2 separate regions of the Zea mays genome follow, and region 2 is linked to region 1. The links are chromatin contacts, called in public Hi-C maps. All regions are on one chromosome and are shown on one strand. The core of a region is the stretch at or near the end of the contact, and the rest is flanking DNA. Distances in the headings are between cores, read along the strand shown. Region 1 holds the start of LOC103649981 (geranylgeranyl diphosphate reductase, chloroplastic-like). Region 2 holds the start of LOC100275712 (cyclic dof factor 2).

Evidence for each region. Hi-C and Micro-C count contacts between places; a contact is called where the count stands out from the background.
Region 2: a contact with region 1 is called in a Hi-C map of ear, with 5 times the contacts expected there. The contact joins the promoter of LOC100275712 here to the promoter of LOC103649981 in region 1. A contact is called at or near these places in 9 of 25 Hi-C or Micro-C datasets (bundle sheath, ear, endosperm and 3 more) and 1 of 3 datasets of contacts at active chromatin or transcription factors (leaf).

Annotation. Positions count from the first base shown.
Region 1 is chr3:40,102,806-40,109,686 of Zm-B73-REFERENCE-NAM-5.0, reverse strand. It overlaps LOC103649981 (geranylgeranyl diphosphate reductase, chloroplastic-like), which reads left to right and starts at 4,951. Exons shown (of 1, transcript NM_001323411.1): 1 at 4,951-6,401. The coding sequence starts at 5,037. The coding sequence ends at 6,374. LOC100284614 (BCAS2 protein) reads left to right here and starts at 71. Exons shown (of 7, transcript NM_001317967.1): 1 at 71-471; 2 at 1,762-1,937; 3 at 2,659-2,742; 4 at 3,241-3,310; 5 at 3,393-3,526; 6 at 4,092-4,149; 7 at 4,240-4,558. The coding sequence starts at 220. The coding sequence ends at 4,140.
Region 2 is chr3:40,532,403-40,539,530 of Zm-B73-REFERENCE-NAM-5.0, reverse strand. It overlaps LOC100275712 (cyclic dof factor 2), which reads right to left and starts at 2,800. Exons shown (of 2, transcript XM_020549614.3): 1 at 2,395-2,800; 2 at 1-359. The coding sequence starts at 2,544.

The sequences.
Region 1 (6,881 bases), core at 3,702-6,201:
TGCTGACGGGTTCTCTCCCTAGAGAGAAAAAAAAAACAGTAGACACGGGCCTTTCGAACCGTGCTCAATCCAAAACGCCAAACGGCCCACGTGCGCCGCGTTTCCTCCATCTCCATCCGGCCATCCCACCTCCGCTTCCTCCTCCGCGCCGGCCTACGCGACTGCTTCCCTCTCTCTCTCGAGTCTCGACTCTCGACTGCGCCGCTACAGCCTGACGCGATGGCCTCGTCGGCGACGAGAGAGGTTCTCATGCTTGAGGCGCCTCCGCCGTCCGACCCCGCTGCGGGGCCCTGGCGCGCGGTGCCGGACGCGGAGGCCATTGACGCGCTGCCCTACATCGACGGCGACTACGGCGATGCGGCGGTGAAGCGGGAGGTCGATCGCCTCGTCGAGGAGGAGATGCGCCGAGGGAAGCGCAAGCCTGCAGACTTCCTCCGGGACCTGCCCCCTGTTCCCACCGCCGGATTCGAGGTACAGTTGCAGAGATTTCTTAGCCCCAAAGGTATATTGGGGAGTAGCTCGAACCCATTACGTTTTCTCCGCGGATGTTAGGGGCTTAGCATAAGGTTGCAGCTTCGTCGATGTTAGCAGGTGCGATCTGCGTTTAGGGTTCAAAGGAGGGTCGTGCGGGAGCTAGGGTTTGCAGTTGTAGAGGTCACAGTGAACCAAGTTAGCTGGATGGATTATAAATATATGTTTTCGTTATTTAGATTTTGTGGAGCTCTAAGGCTGAATCCAACCATTCCCCCTCTCAAATCCCCCTATTCACATTCTCTATTCATATTTAAATACCTCCCTCTTCCCTCTATTAAATTGGTTGGAGACCGCCTAAGTAAATTAACTTGGTTGGGTCAATGTATCTCTGCATTGTTTAGACTTTATAACTAATTAACTATTGCATATGAAATTGAAGTTTTAGTTGACAACCCCTTTACATTTTACCTGCGAACCATTTAGGGGGTGTTTGGTTTCTAGGGACTAATTTTTAGTCCCTACATTTTATTCCACTTTAGTTACAAAATTATCAAATATAGAAACTAAAACTCTATTTTAGTTTCTATATTTGTCAATTTATATACTAAAATGGAACAAAATGAAGGGACTAAACATTAGTCCCTAGAAACCAAACACCCCCTTAATTGGGTTGTATAATAGGTATAACATCTAACAGTCACAGTTTTGTGATCCGTTTCTGTAACAGTGCATGTTAAGCTGGGGCATCATGCTCTTGTAGTCTGTCTTTTGTTACAGTACTTTAGATGGACATCCTGCACAGATCAAGGATTTTTGTGCTAGATGTTTACTTCGGGCTCAGATAAAGGAATAATGCTCAGAAAAGGACCTGCTTATGCTTTTATTAGTTCGATGGATTGATTGATGTTTACTTCTGATGGATTTGAGGTTACACCTCATCTGGTCATGACACTGAGGTCTGAGGATCAAGCATTGACCATTTATGATGAAGTATGCATCTCTAATTGAAATTCAATATTGAAACATGACTTGGAAGTTTTTAACAGAATATTCTGTACTATTTAGTGAGCACTGTTATTAAACTTGGACCTTGTGAAGCTACTATCTTCTTTTTCATGTATTTCAATTCCATAGTCCATAGATATCTTAGATATACTTGATTTTTAACTATTGTGTCATATCAAAACCGGAACCTTGATCTGAATCAAGAAATCCGCAGGTTTTGACTGTTTGAAAATCTATGTGTGGTGTAATTAACGTAAAGTATGCTATCATTTTTTGTTTCAGAATCATCCTATGCTTTCTAAAGAATATGAACGTGTTAGGGCTGGCAAACCTCCTTTTATGCTAGATATGTCTCGCTATGGTTTGGAGCCACCTCCAATGAACAAGAGGAATGATGTTGGCGCTTGGAGGCAGGCTCTACGGAATGCTCAGAGCCAGTTGCAGCATCAAATTATAAGGTAAGTCAAGGTATTATTTTTGGTGCATCAGGGGTTATGTATTCACATTCTATAACATAGATGCCTATTTGCAGAACTGTGTGTCTATGTAGAAACTAAGTAAAGCATTTTTGTGACAGCTACAAGTTTATAGCTTGTATAATAATGAATATGGCTTGCACTGTTGTTTAGCGTGATGTGAAAAAAATCTTAACTCTAACGTATGTACTGATAAGCTGCCATAACCATTCCTGACATGCCATAGTCAGAATAGTGCCCTTGTTTCTCCACAAATGCATAAAATCTGCTGCATGCTGAGTTAATGAACTTTTTCTCTGCGTAGTTGCATTTTCTACCCCATTTAATATAAAGGTCACAAGTTCACGATGCCTATATTTTTATTACTCTCTTCAATGATTTCTGTAGGGCAATTTTGAATTTGACCATTCATTTCTGTAATTTATATGTTTTGATAAGTGATAACTATGAAATGACAGCCATAATATTATAATCTAACAGTACATTATTTTTGTCATTAAACCTGCATGTTATTTTTAGTAAATGTATTCAAATTTCAAATCTTGAAACTTTCATGCCTCATAAAAGTGATGAATAAAAGGAAAAGCCATTACTGTTACTCTATTGCTGGACAAACCTTTATCTGTTTTTCTGTTTATGATAAATAGAAATTTATTGGTGCCTTATTTTGAAAATATGTTTTGAAACAGTGCTAGTATTGCAGGATAGAGAATCTCGAGCTTATGCTGAAATATGGCGTAGATGTTTGGAAGCTCCAGAACAGACAAATGGAATCAGTTCTGTCTAGGTAAGTTAATGTCTATGTGGTCCTTGACAATGTCGTGTCTCTTCTTTCTTGCCTTCCATTTAGAACACGGCCTGTTTGGTGCCATGCTGGCTATGGCTCCATTGGCAGCTTCGGCGTCGGAGGCTGGAGCCGGAGTTGCACCAAACAGCCAGGAGAGGAGAAACGCTTCTGCACCTGTGGAAGAGGAACTGGGGCTGTTTTACATGTATGGATGCGAAGCTGGTTTCCGGGGCTCCCGCTCCGGCAACAGAGTGCCTGCGGAGGAACCGCACTAAATGTGCCCTTAGTTTGGTTTACGGATTGCACTATCAGTTATTGGGAAGCGACAAAAAATGATGTATCTAAATCATATTTTGTTGATCTTATGTGTGATATGTCAGTGATAGTGCGAGCTTAGATGTCCACTGAAGCACTCTACATGTTTTATAGGTTTAAAATATTACCAATCAGTGTCACACTTATATGGATTTGAGACATGATCTGCCATCTTATATGCAGGATGCAAAAGATGGCTGTAGAATACAATGAAAGGATAGAAAATGTCAATCGCGAGAGGAAGTTCCACCAGGTTATAAGCATTGATCTCTTTATTTGGAAGTTTGAGTCATGATAATATTTCATTGTCAGCTCATAATTTGTTTTTTAATCAGCAAAATACTGGAGGACAGCTGCATGCCCTGAAAATGGAATGGCAGGAGCTGTGTCAAAAAAATATAGCTATTCAGGCTGCTTGTGTTGACCTGCAGAATCATATTGATCAGCTTAAACTTGAAGCAAAAGAACTGTACGTGTACTCTCTTCTTCCCCCCTCCCTCTCCCTAGGCCTGTTCATAGTCTGGTTACAACCCAGCCCAACCCAGGAAGACCATAGCAAACCGCACATAGAGGCAATGTACATGCTGGTTTGCATCGTGTCCAAACCACTTAACCCGTGGGTTCATCTTCTTCCTGCTGTCGGTGCACCTTCCTATCTTATTGAAGTTGCTGATACCGGTCCTGCCAATTGAGTAAAGAAACTGCAGCCGCTACCTTGACAATCCTGCCTTCCCATCTCATCTGTGCTGCCTCTTCGTGCCGTCCGGGTCCGGCGTCCATGACTGGCTGCCGCTGATCATCTACTTCCACGGAGGCGGATATGTCCTCTTCCGTGTGGCCTACGATCTGTTGTACGACACCTGCATGGCGCTCACTGCCACCACCTTGGCTGTTGTCGTATCTGTGGGTACCAAACCGGAGGAGAATAGCTACGGCCTACGGGTTGGGGCGGGTTTACCCAGAAAATGTTTTAACCAGATCAGGCCGACCTTTCCATCTATACATATGAATCGTGATAGAATACTTGTTAACAGGGGAATGCCCATGGACGACAACTCAGGAACCGACCCACAAGCATCATGAGGATTTGAGGTACATTATGTGCCGTCCAGTTAAGTTGAGACGCCACGAGACAGCCATTGTTTCCGTTATGTTTACAAAATTATGCTGTTGCTACTACAGATACAGAGGTGGCAAGGAAGAAGCTACGCTTCATTTGAGTCTGGCAGCTGGACGTTTCATTAGCCATTGTGATTACCTGTCCTGCAATTGTCATATGGGACAGTCTGTTTGATATTGAAAACAATGTGGACTGTGCCTAGCAATCCCATGACCTGTGCTCCTGAAAACACCTCGCAGAGGAAGAATCTAAATTCGTGTATTGTTGTCCGTTGAAGTGCCCTAACTTGTGGCAAGAGAAATGCAGCTGATGTATGCAGACTCTCCAGTTGACATTGAGTTCTTACATGAAGCTTTTCTGTTTGATTTTCTGCTTGTTTCTGAAAATACCTTGTGCTTTGCCCTCTTCTGAACACGCTTACAAGTGTTTGCAGACAGTGCATTTCAAAAACCCGGGTTTTTTTTAAATCTGTATGTTTGAAAGCACTTGATGTGTCCATTTTAGATCCAACGGTAAACAAGTGACACTTCGAAATCGTACCTGGACGGCTCGTCCCCCGTTTCCGAGTTCCAAGTAGAGGACGTAGAGGTGGTAATGAATTAAGATCCAAATGTTTCTTAATAAAATGATAGTGCCTTAAATAAATTGTAGTTAAAAAATAAATAAAAATAAGACTTGATTTTAATTAGATCCTTAAATTTTATTGTAAAATTTAGATCATATTGTTACCCATATTCCAACTGTCACACTGCCACTGCAGAGCCACCACACCGCGCCTGCAGCTAGACTCCAAGAAGGAAATCTCCAGCGTCCAGCCCATAGTGAATCTCCCGGAGTCGCCCAAACCACAGCGACAACCATGGCCGCCGCCGCCTGCTATTCGCCAGCGCGCATCATCATCTCCTGCTCAGCCACCACCACCTCCTCATCGTCGTCAGCGCGCACGCTGCGCGTCGCCGTAGTGGGGGGTGGCCCCGCGGGCGCGTCGGCTGCCGAGGCGCTGGCCTCGGCGGGGGCCCGGACGTTCCTCCTCGAGCGCAGCCCCGCGGGCGCCAAGCCCTGCGGCGGTGCCATCCCACTCTGTATGCTGGACGAGTTCGCCATCCCGCGGGACCTCGTTGACCGCCGCGTCACCCGGATGCGCGTGCTCTCCCCCTCCAACCTCGCAGCCGACTTCTCCCGCGCGCTGCCCCCCGGGGCGCACATCCCCATGCTCCGCCGCGAGGTGCTCGACTCCTTCCTCCGCCGCCGCGCCGTCGAGGCCGGGGCCGAGCTCGTCCCGGGCCTCGTCACCTCGCTCTCGCTCCCCGCGGGGCCCGCCGACCCCTACCTCGTCCACTACATCTCGTCCTCCCCGGAGGGCGTGGGAGCGGGACGGAGCGTGCTGGAGGTGGACGCCATCGTCGGCGCGGACGGCGCCAACAGCCGCGTGGCGCGCGAGGTCGGGGCCGGGGACTACACGACGGCCATCGCGTTCCAGGAGCGCATCCGCCTCCCCGACGCCGGCATGGCGTACTACGACGACCTCGCCGAGATGTACGTGGGCGGGGACGTGTCCCCGGACTTCTACGGCTGGGTGTTCCCCAAGTGCGACCACGTGGCCGTCGGGACCGGCACCGTCGCCGCCAAGCCGGAGATCAAGCGCCTCCAGTCCGGCATCCGGGCGCGCGCGGGCCCCAAGATCGCCGGCGGCCGCGTAGTCAAGGTGGAGGCCCACCCGATCCCAGAGCACCCGCGCCCGCGCCGCGTCGTGGGGCGCGTGGCCCTAGTCGGCGACGCGGCGGGGTACGTCACGCGGTGCTCCGGCGAGGGCATCTACTTCGCGGCAAAGTCGGGGCGGCTGTGCGGGCAGGCCATGGCGGAGGAGTGGGCGCGCACGGGCTCCGTGACGGAGGCCGGGCTGAGGCGCGGCTACCTGCGGCGTTGGGACGACGAGTTCCTGCTCATGTTCCGGTTCCTGGACCTGCTGCAGCGCGTGTTCTACGGCGGGAATGCCGGCCGCGAGGCGCTGGTGGAGATGTGCTCCGACGACTACGTGCAGCGGCGGACGTTCGAAAGCTACCTGTACAAGCGGATGGTGCCTGGCGAGCCGTGGGGCGACCTCCGGCTGCTGTGGCGGACGGTGGCCAGCATGGTGCGCTGCGGCGTCATCGGCAGGGAGGTGGAGCGCCTGCGACGGCTGGAGCTGCAAGGCTAGATAGGAGCTTTGCTGAATAATAATAATGTAAGATGTGGCCGATTGACGTTGTCATCGTTTTCTCAATGCATTTTATACCCTTCCTTTGAAATTTGGTAAAGATCTTAAAACTTTGCCATGAATAAGCTGTGGTTAGGAACCGGATACATATCGAACTATACCCACAATGCGAATGTCAAGTGATAACCTTATCGTACAGCACAATTGCGATGCATTAAAATGAACTGAATTGCTCAGTAAACGATCTACCAGCGCTAATGGCCAATTACAGTGTCTTAACATCGGAACATGTATTGAGAGTAATCACGCAACATAAGTACAAAACAAAACCAGCTCTCTGAAAAGCCTACCAAAGAAATACAACACTTAAACATTCCAATGAAACAACAATCATCAAAATGACCATGGCTCCGTTTCTGCGGAAAATGCCTCACCATGTGCTCCGTGAAACCGCAGAAATATCCAATCAGGCCTGTGTTCATTGGTATGTCAGTGTGCCGCATGAGT
Region 2 (7,128 bases), core at 1,551-4,050, 430 kb before region 1:
TGGCCTGATTCCTCATTTGATGTCTTCTCGTTCTGCCCCTTTGCATCTGATGCTGCTTTATCTTCGGCACTGTCCATCGGTCCCTCGTCTCCTTTCTTGTGCTCCGACTCCGAGGGAGGTAAATTGGCTGGTTCTATATATCCATGCGTTGGTGATGCGACGGCTTCCATTTGTTCATCTTTTTCCTCTTGTTGTGCGTCAATTTTCATTTCGTCGTCATGTTCCTTTTGTGGCGCATCAACCTCCATTTCATTACCCTTCTCCTGTTGTGGCGTGTCAACCTTGGTTTCTTTACCCTTCTCTTGTGGCATGACAACCATTTCATTAGCATTTTTCTCTTCCTTCTCATTGTGTTGATCCTACAAGATTATAGCAAGAAGCTATTATATATCCGAGATTTTCAATAGTGCAGTGTAGCAGCAGGCCAAATAAAAAAGGCTACCAGCAGATATAAACAGCCATAATAGCAACTACGATTTGTAGCATTTTTTTTAGTATTAAAACAACAGAAAACAACAAATATGTGTAGAAGATAAGTACGTAGTGCTACTTTAGAACCACTAATAATGTACTCGTAAGTTCACCATAGGTATATATAGTCTTAGAAATCCGCATAGAATAGAACCACAATGTCCGTCAAGTGTGGCAGCGTGGCCTCTTCCATAGACAACGCGAAGGTACATAAAGCGGAGAAAGATGCACACCCTAGCATCGACAAACTTAAATAAGGGATGATTCAAACCTCACCTCTTAATCCTTTTCCTCACACACACTCCTAGGCGGACCTGTTTAGTGTCACTTTCCTGATCATACAAAGTATACACGTCCCTGTTGAAGGAATCAAGACCTCTTTTGTTTCAGGATGAAAAGCGACAAGGCCATGGTCCACGGAATGGAAGGAAAGGACCACTCCACCCCAAAAGGAAGCTACACGTTGCACTGATTTCTACATTTGGACTCGTTAGCAATAACCACTTTGAGGAAGCAAAGCGAGGAGGACAACGCCCTACCAAATATGCCTATTGCTACTGTGGCATGGGCTGCCCCATCTGCCCCACAACGCGTGCTTCAGTGTGGGCTTCGCATCTGCAAGAGGTACTGTGGAATCGTGTGTCATGGTCATGGAGGATCGGTGTTTACCTAGACGCTGGAATCGTGTGTGCTTCTCAGTGTTGTCTATATCTCTATTTTTGTTAAAAAAAAATCGTATCCTCTAAAAGATTATTCTCTCTATATCTTTCTTTTCAACAACTTTTATATCTCGTCCTCCATATATCAAATATGACGTATTTTGCTTTAGATTTTTGTACGCACATATTTGTGTGTCCTCAAATACTTTATATATACTTTAGTTTTGTTTGATTCGCAGTCTAAATTATAAAAATGATTAGAGAAAAGAAGAGAGAGTCTCTGTGTATATCGAGGATAAAGGAGTGTCCTCTTCGGTATTCAGAGGTCGTTGTCGAAGATGATTCTTTACATAACATCCTTGGAGACTTTCTTAGAGCAAGACTAATAATATAGCTAAATGATAGTGGTACGGATCATTGCAACTTATCACTTAGCCTACTTGTATAGTACTCCTTTCGTTTCGTTTTAGTTGTCGCTGGATAGTGTAAAATTGAACTATCCAGCGACAACTAAAAAGAAACGGAGGGAGTAGTTAGTTCTTCACTAGTAACATATAGGCCACATGTCTATCATAATTTTTTTATCCCTTTGTCTAAGTTAATGATAAGTTTATAGTCCGTTTCTTCTCTCTTCTTTTCTCGCTCTTCCATCTCAACATTAGTTTGTTTAGTGTTTATTATTATAACTGTTCTTACTCGTGATGCATCCATCACGTCAAAACGAGAGAGAGATAAAAGTGGTCCAGACTCCAAACTTCCAAGCATAAACTGTGTACGGGCGGGTTTTTTTTGGTGGGGCGTGGGGGACGCTATTCTAACCCATTCAGGAATTGTTCGGTTAGAAGTGGATTGAGGGGATTAAAAGAGATTTAATCCCCTTCTATACAAATCTAAATCTAAATAGGAGAGGATTTAATCCGCTCCAATACCCCTTAAACCTCCTCAAACCGAACATGCCCTCATGGACTTTTTTAGGTCTATCCATCCATTCATAAATCCTAATCGAACTTGCCCTGATCTTGATCGGCCTGTACCTCGTAGCGCCCACACACACACGATCTCGCTCTATTTTTAGCTTGCGCTTCCAAATTCTAAACAACCTCAGACGAGATTCCCGACACTAAATTTAAAACGGAAAAGTAAAGTTAAAAAGAGCGCGTAACTGAAATTGAACCGCCGATCACATAATCGAATCGCCTGCAGCGACATGACAAGTCTGCCACTCGCTGGAGTGACAAAGTGCAATCGAGTATACTAAACTAACCTCATCCACCGCCGCGGCAACCTCCGGCGCCCGTGGCTGCAGCTCATCCTGCGGCGGGTCCTCCACTTCCGTGGTTCCCGGGGCGGTTTCAGGCCCCCACGGGATCACCCGGCCGAAGAGCTTGATCCCAGGATCCTTCTGATCCGACATCCTCGTCCTGCTCTGCTCCCGCCTGCGAGACCGACAGGAACGCAAGCCGCTGCTGACTACGCGCTCTCGAAGCGGCGAGAGGAAGGAACCAAGCTGGAGGAGAGAGACAGGCTGAGGCAGTAATGGATATAGTAGCGGGGTGTTGCGGAATTGGGGGAAAACAGAGGAATTTGAGATGGGGTACTAGCCTTAAAAGCGTTTCCTCCGAGGCTCCGAACCAAAAGCTCGTGAGGAGTTGCAAATACATCCCCACAGAAATGCAAAAATTGATATTCTGACATGGTACGAGAGATCTAATGATCCTTTCAAATCTAGCTTAAACAATTTTCCATTCAAATTTAAACATAGCTCAAACTTCAGAATTCCTTTACTGTCTGTATAATACTACCTTCGTTTTCGAATATTTGTCGTCGACTAGTTTATTTTTAACTAAAACATAACAAATAAAAAAAATAGATAGAATATCTATTTTCTCAATCTTCATCTCTCGAGGTTGATCGATTTTCAAAATTGTGCCACACGATGGAAAACCGAGGGAGAGTTGTTGCGGGATTAGGTTTGAATAGTTAGTAAGCTTTTTTAGAGGGGTTACTAAAACACATGCGTATGAATTTTAGTTTTCTTTTAGACAACTGTTATTGCATACATGTTAATTGTGCATCTGGTTTGTTGCAATTTATATAGGCATAAATTTGTTCCAGGAAATAAAAAATAGTTAAACACAACTATAAACCAGAAAAAGTCTGATCCATGTTGGCATAAATTAAAGATTGTTAACATTATTTCTATAGTCAGATAAGGATAAATATTGATTTATTATGATGCAACAAATTATAAAAAAACAATAATTTACTTATACTAGTCTGTATACAAGAGTGAAGTCTGAAATCATAAAAAAACTAAATACCACAAATATAGGAGGTATTTTTTAAATGTTCGGCCCGGTTTTGTAGTCTAGGATCGGGAATCGGGAAACTGGGATAGCTAAAGGTTGAGAAGTTATTTTTATGCTTGTGTTTATTCATGTACTTGCTTAACACTAGATCTTCTAAAAAATCACTTCAACTTTTTTTAAAAGAAAAAATCAACATGTTCGACCCAAGAATTTAGAAAAAAAAAACTAAGATGCTTGCATATGATGGTACGTACCTTTTCCTGGAAATTATAGGAGTTTAGAAAAGTTAAAGTTAAGACAAATCCAAAATGACGTAGTAGAGAGTCGGGTATGGTAAATCAGACGGTAATAGCTTTGGCATGGATCTTTAGAAAAAGAAACAGCTTTGGCATGCATTTGTAATACAAAAATACAACAGCAACAAATAAAAACCCTTGTACAAAACAACAACAAACAAAAGAAAACTAGGCCGTTACAAAAATTCTCCAGGGTCCAGGGGTGTATATGCGACTTGGCACTTTCTCTGGGGGCACGCAACGCGAAAACGACTGCGGCGCACGATCCGGTCTGCGATCGGGTGACGCCGTGCGCGGGGGGCAGCTGGCGTCCAGGTCAGCGGCGCGGGCGCCCGACAGCCACGAGTTTTCGTGGCTGGGAGGCCGCGCGTGTGACGTCAGCGCCGGGGCGGCATGCCGTGGGCGAATCTTGCGAAAAGCGGAGCGCAAAGGGGCGGCCACCAGCCCCCGCTTTTCCTACTCTTTTCGTCTTTCTTTTTGCTCCCTTTTCGGCGAGAGAAGAAAAAAAGCGGGCTGCACTGCTGCTCGCAAGTCGCATCACGTGTCACGTGCCGCTGTGCCTTTGTCTCCTCTGTTCTGATGGGCCCGAGTGGCCCTGGTAGCTTGGCAACGGTTGCACAGTGCACTCAGCTGTGTCAACCACTACGCCACTACGGCATGAGTAACCCCTGGCTAAAGGGTTTAGTTAGAGATGACAATGGGTAAATATCAACCGGCTATTACTATCTCATACTCATACGTATGACACAAAATTAATCTTACCGGGTCACCCATATACACTAGTGGGTACGGATTTACCCCCATACTCATACCCATATGGGTATGAGTCACCCATCGGGTCACCCGTACCCACAAAAATTAAACATCTATCAAAATATTATACTATACAAATGTCAAGTATATCCATATAAATACCATTACAAAATTTTATAGCATCATTTAACCATCCATTCAACACACCAAAGATAATTGGATAAAGTAGTAACACTAGGATAGTACTACATAGCACATTACATGTTCCATTACATGGTCATTAAATTATCGTTAAGCCTTCTATGACATTATGGTCTAAAAGATTGTTAATAGTAAAAAATATGGATGACTAAAGTCCAAGTTAATGCTTGGGCTAAGTTTATATTGGGTATTTTATACCCACGGGTTAACGGGTATGGGTAAAGGCGGAACGTTCTAATACCCGTTTATCCATTGGGTGAAGATTTTTGCCCAATAACATACCCATGGGTAGAATATTTAGCCCATATACATACCCTAATGGAGTAAATACCCATCGAGTATCGGGTCGCGGGTACCCATTGCCATCTCTAGGTTTGGTGCTAGAGGGCCTTCGGCTTGATCTCGGCTCTAAGTAGAAATTAAGTAGACACAAATCATACTCTAAGCCATACGGTCTAAGGGGCACGGTGACGCCTTCTCACAGTACTCAGCCAACTCCAGTATTCGAGGCAACCCTTATTGAGGCTATAAATAGGATAGTCTATAGCTTCACGTAGACAGGTGAACACTTCACAGTTTTCTCTTTCATCACGGTATTGATATTTGCCTCAATCAACCCTAGGGACATGGGATTATTCTCTCTCCCGTTCGACTTGTATTCCCTACTGCAAGCACTTAGGTGCAAAAAATATAAGTCTCATTCCCCTCTGCTGGAAGTAAGACTTTGTCTTACCCGAACCAGAATAAAGACTTATGTCATCTTGCATCACACATCTGGGTTAGGGACACGTAACATTATTTTACTAGTCGGTTAGGTCCACGGATCCAAACATCGACAATAGGATTATAAAAAAGGTGGGATATGTGTAAAGTAACAATAATAAAGTTTTTTTAACGGACCACTACTATATAGTTTGTTACGACTAGGACAATAGTCAACTAGTTAGATCTCTTCTCTACTTTTGTAGTACTCACGGTCCCACGATTTCACAATCGTCGTGCTCGTCAAGTGGCGTGGGGTGTTATCTCTCAGATAGATGGCGAGAAAATAGCTAAATACAACACGACACGAAGTTGCACACAGAGCAACACTTACGTATAGTATCACCTCATTAGCTGAAAGAGGATGAACAATCGAATGAGCTATAAAAAGGGTTAGTGAAAGGGAAATGGCTTCAACATTTCCTATAAGGTCCCGTTTGTTTCCTTTTATTTTGAGGAATTGTAATTTTACTAATGGAATAGGCTACTTTTTTTCAAATATGACATTCCACCACTTTCCAAAGTTATCATATAAGCCTATCTCAAATTTATGGAGTGAGAGATGGAAATTTATTCTATAGATTTACATGCTATTTTCCAATGTACAACTTATAACACACTCTTCTACTTGCTTCGCTATAACGTAAATGTAGTATATAACTATCTCTCTCATATGATTTAGGATAATATACAAATATATTACATATATAAATATATGAACTTAATTAGTTTTGTCTAAATTATAATTATTAAAATGAAATTCAATTCCAACGAAACAAACGGGGCCTAATCGATTTTGGTGTTTGACGTCCATTACAAAACATATGGACTAACTGGTTTGTCTAGTGGATGTTTTTCTCAGGTGCATAAAGTTCAACATAAACATACGGAGAAAAAGACTTAAGGGAACTCTACAAAGTTTGGAGCATACAAGATTTGGTGCAGCCAGTGGCGCACCAGACACTGTCCGGTGCCTAGGCTGCAGCCCTCCGTGAACTGGTCGCTCTCGTGTTTCCTCAGCGCGCGTCCACTAAAATTCATCGGACTGTTCGGTGCACCACTGGACTGTCCGGTGAGCCAACGGAGCAACGGTCAACTTTGCCCAACGGTCGACTTGCTGACTGTGGTGCGGTCAGCATCGCAGAAGTCAAGAGTCAATCTAGAAAGTCAGAACACACCGGACTGTTCGGTGCCACAAGAAGATAGAAGACTTCAACGGTCAACAACTCCAAACCCCAACGGTCGGCTGATGTGGCACTCACTAGACAGTGAACAATAGAGTGTCCGGTGCACCATCAGACTGTCTGGTGTGCCCAGCGACAGCAAAGTCAGCCAACGACTAGGAAGTGGTTGGAGGATATAAATACCTCCCAACCACCACCATTCAAGCCATCCAAGCATTGCAACTTCTCCATTCAATACTAGAGCAAAAGAATAGACTCCAAGACACAATCAAAGCATCAAATCCTCTCTCCAAAATCAAATCAAGTGCTTAGTGACTTGTGAGAGGGTGATTTGTGTTTCCTTTGTTGCTTGGTTGCATTCTTCTTCTCATTCTAATCTTTCTAAGTGCTTTGTAAAGCTAGCAAGAGACACCTAATTATGTGGTGATCCTTGTGGGGTCTTAGTGACCCGCGTGATTAAGAAGAAGAACTCAACCAGTCTAAGTGACCGATT